Regions from separate parts of the Bicyclus anynana genome. Here region 2 is linked to region 1. The links are chromatin contacts, called in public Hi-C maps. All regions are on one chromosome and are shown on one strand. Each heading gives the region's core, a stretch centred on a gene start, on an enhancer-like site or on the middle of the called end of the contact. The rest is flanking DNA. Distances are from core to core; before and after follow the strand shown. Region 1 has its middle 26 kb from the start of LOC112047298. Region 2 has its middle 16 kb from the start of LOC112047320.

Region 1 (5,483 bases), core at 2,228-4,727:
CCTATGGTTCAACAGGTCAGATCCACAGAAGAACCAAAGTCACCGACATAGCTCAACGAATTGCGAAGCTGAAGTGGCAATTGGGATCCCAAGATGCTGGAATGGCAACCCCGCACTAGAAAGCGCAGTGTTGGTCGACCAGGTGGACTGACGACATCAAGCGAGTCTTAAGGATTCGCTGGATGCAGGTGGCTCAGTATCGTGATGTTTGGAAGTCCCTACGAAAGGCCTATGTCCTGCAGTGGACGTCCATAGGCTAATCTATACTAATATTATAAAGAGGTAAAGTTTGTAAGTTTGTAAGTTTGTCACATTTTTTAAATGGGGTAATCTTCGGAACTACTGGTCCGATTTCAAAAATTCTTTCACCAGTAGAATGCTACATTATCGGGGAGTGCTATAGGCTATATTTTATATTGGTATCATATATATTAGCCGAGTTATCACAGTTTTTGTCATAGAGGTCGGACTGAAAATCCTCTTAAACAGACTTATTCGCATGCGCTGCCTTAACTTTTGTGTAAAATTGAAATTAATGTATGGAGACTTTATGTATCTTTAAAAGTTCTACAAAAAAGTCCGCGACACCATATATCTATCTTCTATATATTAGCAGATATAGTACCTTTTGTGTTTTAAAAAATATTAATTTTATATACTTAGGTTTACGTCATTATTTATACAACTAAACTTTAATCCTTATTAAAATAAATTATTTAATAATCACAAGGATATTATGGAGATAAGATTTGCCCTTTACAGTATGTTAATTACTTAAATAGTTTCGGAGATAATACAAAATTTCCAAAAGACGCAGAAATTCCGCTTTACGACGCCCGGCGCTTTCATTTACGTAGATCCCGTTCCCGTGTGAATATGGGGATCAAACATAGCCTATGACACTCGCAAATAACGTAGCTTTCTATTGGTAAAACAATTTTCCAAATCGGTCCAGTAGATCCAGAGATTACCTCCTACAACCACACGAACCTCTTTATATTATTAGCATAGAAGTCTCTATTTCTCTTGGTCATACCACCACTCTCGAAGGACTGGACCGATTTTGCTAAGGGTAGGAGTAAGATAGAGAGGTTACAGGATAGGGTAGGGTACGGGTAGGGAAGCGTAGGGGTAGTGTAGGGGTAGGGTAGGTTTAGGGCCGGGTTTAGGGTAGTGGTAGTGTAGGGGTAGGGTAGGTTTAGGGCCGGGTTTAGGGTAGTGGTAGTGTAGGGGTAGAGGTAGGGTAGTGGTAGGGTAGAAGTACGGGTAGAATAGGGAAGTGGTAGGGTAGGGGTAGGATAGGCGTGAGATAGGGGTACGGGTGTTATAGGGGTAGGAAAGGGATAGGGTACGGGGAGGGTAGGGGTAGGATGGGGGTAGGGTGTAGGTAAGGTAGGGGTAGGGTAGGAGTAGGTTTGGGGTAGGGTAGGGGTAGGGTGGGGGTAGAGGTAGGGTAGATGTAGGGGTTGGGTAGGGTTGGGGTAGTGGTAGGGTAGGGTAGGGTAGGGGTAGTAGTAAAGTTGACATCGAAATTTACGCGGACGAAGTCGCGGGCGTCCGCTAGTATGATATAAGATGAAGCATGATTTTGTTTCAGTATGGCGTAAATAACTATAAGCACTTAAGAAAACACAGTTATCTTGATATCACAGACAGACAATTTAATTTTATTTATATGTATTGATTTCTCGGTGCATAGCTGTCTGTCAGTAGCGAATGACTGTGAACTTTCTCATTAGGACCGTTACCGTTACTTTTCACATATTCAGTGTAAGCTGAGATGAATAGAATTCAATATTGGGGGTGATAAAGTACCTCCGACTTGAAGGTCAACATTATCATACAATGGCAGTTTGTGGAACACGATTACCAAATCGTTATATAAGCTTACTTGTCGACACATCTGGCTACGTCTGGGCTAATTAATTATTATTATTATGGACGCTATAGAGCCTCTGAAGAAGGCATCTGCCTACGCACTTTTAACATAACCGACTTCAAAAAAGGAGGTTCTCATTTCGATGCGTATGGTTTTTATTTATGTTTGATAGCATAAAAAAACCATACGCATACATACTTTAAATGATATATATATATATTACAAATTTAAACGATATTTTATATTATAGATATGTTACGTGTACACAAAATTACCGCAAAAAGTGATCCGAATTTAGCTATTACACTTAGCGCACACTGGCACAATTTTGTGTGTATTCGAAGGAGATGGTCCAAAATTGTATGGAACCCAGGATCAGACATTGTACCCTGGCGAAAATAAAAGAATATATTTTTTTTAACTATTTTTGATTATACAAATCTACGAATTTACTTTAACTCTTTCGAAATAATATTTATTATCTCCCAAGAAATGCAACACTATTACGGATAATAATGGCGGATTGATGACGTTTTCAATGCAGTAGTCGTTTTGACGTTTGCTGTCAATTGTCATGTCATAGTTGCTTTATGGGCGCCATCTTGATATAACTCATAAACTTGGTTTTTAATTTTATTTATTTATTTTTATATAGTTAGATTTATTCACTTATTTACATTTTAATAAAATCCTTGCATTTTTTTAATTTTAATGATACGGGGTACAAGAGTGTACCTGAAATGGACCATCTCCTTTCCAAACGTCAAAAACGCTGTCGTCCATTTAGTGACGTCACAATGTTATTTGGTGTACTAAACGTCAAAATAATTATAACGCTCCATTTGTAAGGTATTTGTTATAGTGACGTCATTATACCATGGCCGACAGGCGTTTTGGCTTTAAATATATCTAAAAACTAAAATTTTCATGTAATCACGTCTCTTTCTTTCATTATATCTTGTTTATTTATCTTTGCTTGTTTTGTTTCCTAATGTTTTAATTTAACCGGAACAAAACGAGTTGCCCACGCACTTTCAGCTAAGGTTTTGTGTGTGCTGTATATTAACGTGATAGTGCGATTTCTTATCAAAGCGCTGTGATATTACATTTATACGAATGTCTATAACATTTATCATCGATAGATACGTAATGTATAGTCTATTCCTTTTTTATAATTCCTTTCATATTAAGTTGACTTTTTTTTTCTTTCCTGCCTACCTAGTACCTATTTAGGTTTTATGATGTTGAATAAATAACAGATAATTTCCTATTTGCTGTAACATTTGCCTCTATCATATTTTATGTCCTATTTTATAAAATAGTTAGATCTAACTTTAAATAAGTGCCTACACCTACCTATTTAAAGTTAGAATGTGGTTAGATCAAATTAATATATCAAAGTTTTCAAAATTGTTAAAACTGGTAGTTCACGTTTCGACCATCTACAATTTGGACATTTATCCCAAAAAAATCTAAATTATAAAAATCACCTACACGCGTGTCACGATGGGTCATTGAACTCACGTGGAACCACCCTAATTTCAAATACGCCGTCCTTGTCTAACGTGTGATCAGACGATAGCGCTGCGCCGCTCTAGCATTTCATTCTCACGTGGCCGCGCGACGCTGTCCGAAGCGCCTATCAAAAAACCTCGGTCCCTCTCTATGACACACTAGACAGACAAATAGATAAAAGGTGTTGCATAAACAGGTAGGTGGGTGAGTCGGTATATTTAGATTTTTTCAACTTGTCAATTGTCAAATGTCAACACATTCACATTTTGCTTGTATACCAATAAGTGTTCGCTTCTTTGGCGCAGTATGTTTTCTTGAGCTGGGTTTTGCAGTTCGAGTCAGTTTAAAGATATTGGCTCAGCGGGTTACAAGGCATGCTGGCGGCTCGAGACCGTTGTATTTAGAAGTCCAGACAAAGACCCAAACGTCCAGTAGTGGATGATGACCATCATATCAGCCGATGGACATCCACTGCAGGACATAGGCCTTTTGTAGGGACTTCCAAACATCACGATACTGAGCCGCCTGCATCCAGCGAATCCCTGCGACTCGCTTGATGTCGTCAGTCCACCTGGTGGGGGGGTCGACCAACCTTCAGAGGTATGGGGAGAATGAACTTGTAGGTATCTCACGCAGCGTTGCCAGATTTTTTTGTCAAGTTAGAATCATTTTGATTGAAAAATGGGATATTTTCCGTCGAAAGCGTCATCAAAAAATAAAATTATATATTCAAAACTTTTAATAATAAAAATAGGTTTATCAAGTCACTCGCTCGGTTGAATTGTTTTTCCCTTTTACCTCAAAATTATAAATTAATCCTAAAAACTGTGCGGCTGTGAGTGGATACGACAATTGTCCAACGAGCGAGGGTCGCACCTATCTGCCTACATACTTACATAAATAACTTCATTAATATTTAAAAAACACGATAGACAGACAACACCACTTTATTGCTAGACAAGTTGCGTTATGCAATACGAATCACAGAATTGCTATCAAATTATACTAATTTATTCTGTATTCAAATATTGAACACTTTTTTATTCAGCGTCTATCGTGAATTTTTAGTTTTATCATTAACAGCCTATTATAATATACAGGGTGTCCGTAAACAGTACGATATACTCTTGAAAATAATTAGCAATTATAAATATCAATGTTTATGTAATTTTTCAGCACATGGTACTACTAAATTGCACTGAAAGTAGTAAAATTCGTATTTTGTAGAAAAATCAATATAACATAAAAGACGTAAAATTTCGGCTAGAGTTATTTTAGTAGGTCTTGATATCAGCTAAAGTTTGGCTAATGAAAGTAGAGACTGAAATCGCCCGGCCAGTTACATATTGAAAAAAATTTAAATATCAATTATCAAAATTGAGTTATTAAAATATTTGCACTATTGTTTTAGGAACGCCCTTCATTTTGTTTTGCCGGTCGATTTCAGTCTCTACTTTCATTAGCCAAACTCTATAAGCCTGTAGAGTATGTCGTAATATTTACGGGACATCTTGTATATGTATATACCAGCGGCGAAGAGTTCATGCAAGCCGATTCCCGCCGGGTTACCTTTAAAAATCCATACATATTCATTGTTGTACTGTACATGAGAAACCGTAGTTTGTATATCAATTTCCTTTTCTCAGGGACGCATACCTTCAAATAAATTCCATCCTTCGCCACTGGTATTTACCCTCCTTATAGAAGTAATATTGGGCGTAAACCCACCACGCTGCTTCAGGTTGGCAGGGTTAGGATGAGTGACTTTGATCTGTAACAGTCATTATCAGATGTTAATGTTATTGACTTGGACCGACGGCTTGCTCTCCTCTCTCAGTTGTGGTAGAGGGGCGTAACACCATTAACTTAAGGTTCGATTTCCATCTCAATCAGTTCTCATATTCGGCTCATTGTTGAGCACGAGTATCCTCTCAGAATGAGAGGGAGTACGAGGGAGTACACGTAGAGAATTCATAAAATTCTGAGGTAGATATACTTACAGGTTTGTTCAAGATGTTTTTTCCTACACTGTTTGGGACACGTGATATTTAATTTCTAATAAGCCTCAATAGCTCAACGGTAAGAGCGG
Region 2 (5,483 bases), core at 1,786-4,285, 51 kb before region 1:
AATTCAGATAGCATAAAACGGTATCAAGGGCAAATGTAGTTAGTATTCAACCGCTAGGTCAATTTAGTATGTATCTACCTTTACTTTCTTTGGTTTTATCGCTTCAGTGCGAATCAATGACACCAATAACTTTAAGTGCAGTTAGTATAGGCTCAGTACTTGGAAAGAAACCTAAACGCTTCTTTGTATGTTAAGTGTTGAAGAACCAGGGGCGTAGCTAGGAGTTGATGGGGCCTGAAGGCAGAAGCAAAGTAGATGGGCGGAACGACTCTCTAAGGGCGTCTCCTCTGAGACTCGGACCTTGGCTTAGAGGGCCGTTCGGGAAGGGTGTTTTGGCTTGAGTGTATCAGTCCGGGCGCTCCCGAGATCGTGAGTTAAAAAGCCCACGTCTGGGTGACGTCATATATCGGCGATCAATGATACGGGTCCCCCGGACTACAGAGATCTCTTGCGCGTGAAAGCAAAAATTCGTAAAATTAGTAATGATTAGTAATCCACAATAATACTGTTTCTGGTGCTAGATAAAGAAAAATACAAAAAAACTGCCTTTATAGAGTTTTACTCAAGAAATGAAGAGAAGAAAGAAAGCGAGCACCCAAAAGTTGGAAACATTCTACAAATTTCTCACAAAAGAAACAAAAATACTTGCTTGAAATAAATATAACAGTGACTTTTAACCTTTGTACTACAAAGGTTAAAAAGTCAGTATTTTTGTTTCTTTTGTGCGAAATTCGCTCTTCATTTGGGCCCCCCAACTAATTTTGATACAGGGCCCTTTACAGGCACGCTACGCCACTGTCAAGAACCTAATAAACTTTCTTCGACGTTATTCCCATTACCTATAGCATGTCTATTATGCTACGGCAGATTTGGCAGAGTTACCAATTGTTTTAGAAGTGGAGCGAGGTTGTCTGGAAGTTAGCTACGTAGCCCATAAACAGTGAAAGAGAAATTGTTTTTTTAAGGTATTTAGATCGTCTATCATGTTGACTCAAGAGCTTAAAATGAGTAATTATTAATAAATCTTGAACTACTGTAAAGATTAACGGTAGGTCTAGTTTTCGAAGCGTTAGCGATCGTAGAAAGAGAATCGACGTGCCACTTGGCTAGGGGGGCAGATCCGTTTTTAAAGGGGTTGTCGATGTTTTGTTGAGTACCTACCTACCTACATAGATAAATGGGCTATCTAACACTGAAATAATTTTTCAAATCGGGCCAGTAGTTCCTGAGATTAGCGCGTTCAAGCAAACAAACAAACAAACTCTGCTGCTATATAATATTAGTATTGATTAATGTTAAGTCAGTAGTTTTAGCAGTTGATGACTAATCTATTTTATTTGAGTCGTATCTGAAGAGAAATCACGATACAGCTTCAAGCTATCAATAATTTTATTAACATGAACTAGGTATTTAGATTAATTATTATTGGATCGAAACATTTAACTCCACACGGTAGCAAGCAGCAATACAAAAAGCATAAACTATAATTACAAAACCGTAATTAAGTAACAAATTAATAATTCTGTTAAATATATGTCTCAAACGGTGAAGAAAAACATCGCGAGGAATCATGCATACCAGAGAATTTTCTTAATTCTCTGCGTGTATGAAGTCTGCCGTATGTATGAATCCGCATTGGGCCAGCGTGGTGGACTATTGGCCTAACCCCTCTCATTCTGAGAGGACACTCGAGCTCAGCAGTGAGCCGAATATGAGTTGATAATGATAATGACGATGAAATGTGTACACACATGCGAATGTTTTACTTTCCTTGGTAGGAATTTAAACATTTTGTCATTGTCCTCAGACGAAGGAATTGAGGGCTTCAGGATATTTAGCCGAACAAGTTAACGGAGTAACAAGGTATAAAATAGTCATTATTAAAAAACCGGCCAAGTGGGTGTCGGGCCAAGCACAGAAAACTTATGCTTCAAGTGAACAAAAAAATGCGTGGTCTCGGAAGGAGAGTTGAGCAACGAATACTATTACACTACGATAAAAAGGAATATATGTATAAAGTAAAAAATAGGTTAAACAACATTAAAAACGTCATCAATCCGCCATTATTACCCATATGGTGTTGCATTTCTTGGGAGATAATGAATATTATTTCGAAAGAATTAAAGTAAATTCGTAGATTTGTATAATCAAAAAAAGTAAAAAAAAAAACATTTTCTTTTATTTCCGCTAGGGTATTAACTGGATCTGGGCTGCATACAATTTTGGGCTCCTTTAAATAATTATAACAAGATGCCGTGCGCTTATCCGATCCGCCTTCAAGTTACTAAAAGTTACCACAAAAATGCTTATACATTTTTTCGTACCGAGGTAGGTACTAGAGGGCTACCTAAAAAAAATGCGTGCGTACAAAGTACCCATGTCAGAAGTGAAACTTCTTTGGCGAACTAATTTATAAATCTTGTTTATATTTATACAAATCTAAAACTTTAGATTTCCGAGACTAAGAGGAAGGGAAAAAGGAAGATAGGTTAGGAATTTAATTGTCATTAAAATATAAAAAGTGTTGAAAATTAATGTAAATTATAAATTTAATTTTTTCAATTTATTTCTTTAATATTTACGATTTCTCTCTCACTATAGCTCTCTCCCACCTCTCACTCCATAGAACTGTGCGTGATACGACGTTCGCTCTATCTCACTTTTGCTCTCAATCTTTCTCACTTGCTTGCTCCCTACTCCACGCCTAGTTGCTTCATGCTACGATCGGTCTGTCTTACTCTCTCTCAATCGGTCACGATCGCTCTCTCTCTCTATTTTTCGACACTTCCGTTGCATACCGGCGTGACGTTACATCTGTAAAAATTTTACCCTCATGCGCCTAAAGAAGTTTCACTTCAAAAACTAAAATCTAAATGTAACAAGACGCCGTGCGCTTATCCGATCCGCCTTCAAGTTACAAAAGTTACCACAAAAATGCTTATACATTTTTTCGTACCGAGGTAGGTACTCGAGGGCAGTGGTCTCGGCAGGAGGGTTGCGCAACGCATACAATAACACTACGTGCCTTGGCCGCCGCGCGCGCAGGGGTCAGCTGCCGCGGTTCGGGGAACTTCGCTGCACTGTTGTCACGTACCTTTTGTACTTAGTTTATAGGTATAGCTGTGCTTTATGGATCAAAATATTTATTATATATGGAAAGTTCTAAATAGGCAATCTAGTCTAATCTATCGGTATCAGCTATACTATATGACCATAAGTCCAAGGGTCACTGGCAGACAAGGCTCACTGGCAGAGATCTCTTATAGAGATAAGTGTTTCCTTGTCCACTGTTTTTCTTTTTACTTTTGTGTGTTACTAATATTGGTACAAAATAAATAAATAAAAAAAAAAGTATATACTTATGGTCATATAAGTATACTAGTTGATGCTGCGAGGTTTCACCCGCATGGTTCCCGTTCCCGTAGGAATACCGGGATAATATATAGCCTATAGCCTTCCTCGATAAATGGGCTCTCTAATACTGAAATAATTTTTCAAATCGGACCAGTAGTTCCTGAGATTAGCGCGTTCAATCAAACAAACAAACTCTTCAGCTTTATAATATTAGTATAGATAAAAGCGAAATGTACAATTACAAAAATCGCTTGACGTACAAAGTCGAAATTTGGAAAGGAAGTAGTTTTTGCAAGAGGGCCGGTTTAAGATGGTCTTCGGGCCAGGGGTGTAGCTAACGCCGTATTAGCCGTAAGTATCATTTATACGGGGTCCATGGACTACAGGGGCCCATTATATGTGAAAGCCAAAATTAAAAAAATCACCCTTATTATGCTTTCCGAAAAAAAAACCAATAAACTGCCTAGAGTTTCAGAACAAAATGAGAAAAGTCGAAAAAGCTTTTTTATTTCTTTTGTGAGAAATCTTTACTCTTCATTGGGCCCCGCAACTAATTTTGACTTAAACTATTAATATTTTCTGTGTGTCCGATGATCTACAGGGACCTAAAGTCGCGACTCTTCTCTTCTTAGAAAAAATCTTAATAGAAATAGAATTTTTGGCTCGTGGGAGGCTTCAGCGGTGGCTAGTTACCCTGCAAATACATACCGCCAGACGATTTAGCGTTCCGGCACGATGTCGTGTAGAAACCGAAAAGGGTGTGGATTTTCATACAACTCCTAACTAGTTAGCCCACTTCCATCTTAGACTGCATCATCACTTACCATCAGGTGAGATTGTAGTCAAGGGCTAACTTGTAGAGAAAAAAATGCTGCTGTGTCAAAGCGAGCTAAAATGCCTACAGGCTACAAGGCTAGTGTCAAAGGTCTTTCTTCTCACCGTTTTATGTACGAAACGCCTGGACGCTAGAATAATATTAGGAAAACCTTGGAAACTCTTTCAAACAAGCCGGTACTGCGGGCGTCAGTTCTAAGGAAAACTATAAAATGCATATACGGACGTTTCCAATGGAGAGCGGCTGAGGCGCGAGGTGCGAGGGGGGGAGGGGGCGACACACTTTCTGAAGGGCTCTAAAACCACGGCTTTTGTGGCCACCTTTATGAGCCATCTATTCGTGGGCCTTTGATTTATCACGAACAGTTAAGGCTAGTTTTTGTGAGTATCGTTCAAAGTGTTTAAAATTATAGTTTTATTGAAATTCAGATTACTACTACCTACTAGGGAAAAAATATTTGTAACAACAAAATATACGAAAACGTAATAACGTAGTTTTATAGTTACTTTAAATTTGCTGCTAATGCTTAAATATCGACTTAACTGGGGTGCGATTCCGCTATTCTATGCTCATCGATGAAATATTCGCCTATAACAAGTTTTATAGTTATAATTTATAGTTCGAATTTGAACTTTATTCCTATGGTCTGCCTAAATACAAATGTCACTCACAACGAAGTTTTCATGGAAACCAACGATTTCTCAGTGCTGTAACTTTACCGAATGCGGGGCTGATCCTATTCAGAATGCAGTAACTACGTTAATGGAGATTTGTGCGCTATAAACCTTATTAAACAACATTCATTAATTATCAACCCATATTCGGCTCACTGGTCTGTCTCCTCTCAGAATGAGAGGGGTTAGGCCAATAGTCTACAACGCTCGCCCAATGCGGATTGGCAGACTAGACACATGCAGAGAATTAAGAAAATTCTCTGTTATGCAGGTTTCCACACGATGTTTTTCCTTCACCGTTTGAGACACGTGATATTTAATTTCTTTAAATGCACACAACTTTAAAGTTGGAGGTGCATGCCCCGAACCGGATTTGAACCCACACCCTCCGGAATCAGAGGCAGAGTACACATCCACTGAGGTATAACGGCATACAATATGTTGTGTATATTATACAACATATTGTAGGTAAAATAATCCTTCCTTAATTGGTGGTACAAAATGTAGCTAATATCCAAATTTCAGCTTTGCCAAATCTTAGAACAAGATCAGATATTATTCAAAAAATGTATCTCTTTGAACTTCCAATTTGAATCCTATTTTAAATTAACGATTTAAAA

Evidence for each region. Hi-C and Micro-C count contacts between places; a contact is called where the count stands out from the background.
Region 2: a contact with region 1 is called in a Hi-C map of whole body, with 2.3 times the contacts expected there. The contact joins two enhancer-like sites. A contact is called at or near these places in 2 of 2 Hi-C or Micro-C datasets (whole body and whole larva).

The regions. Positions count from the first base shown.
Region 1 is chr4:7,187,860-7,193,342 of ilBicAnyn1.1, reverse strand. No RefSeq gene overlaps it. Among protein-coding and RNA genes, the nearest start is that of LOC112047298, 26 kb to the right of the region's middle. Within about 2 kb of position 3,477, at least 5 of the 8 cell types and tissues checked have open chromatin away from gene starts, as enhancers often do.
Region 2 is chr4:7,238,578-7,244,060 of ilBicAnyn1.1, reverse strand. No RefSeq gene overlaps it. Among protein-coding and RNA genes, the nearest start is that of LOC112047320, 16 kb to the left of the region's middle. Within about 2 kb of position 3,035, at least 7 of the 8 cell types and tissues checked have open chromatin away from gene starts, as enhancers often do.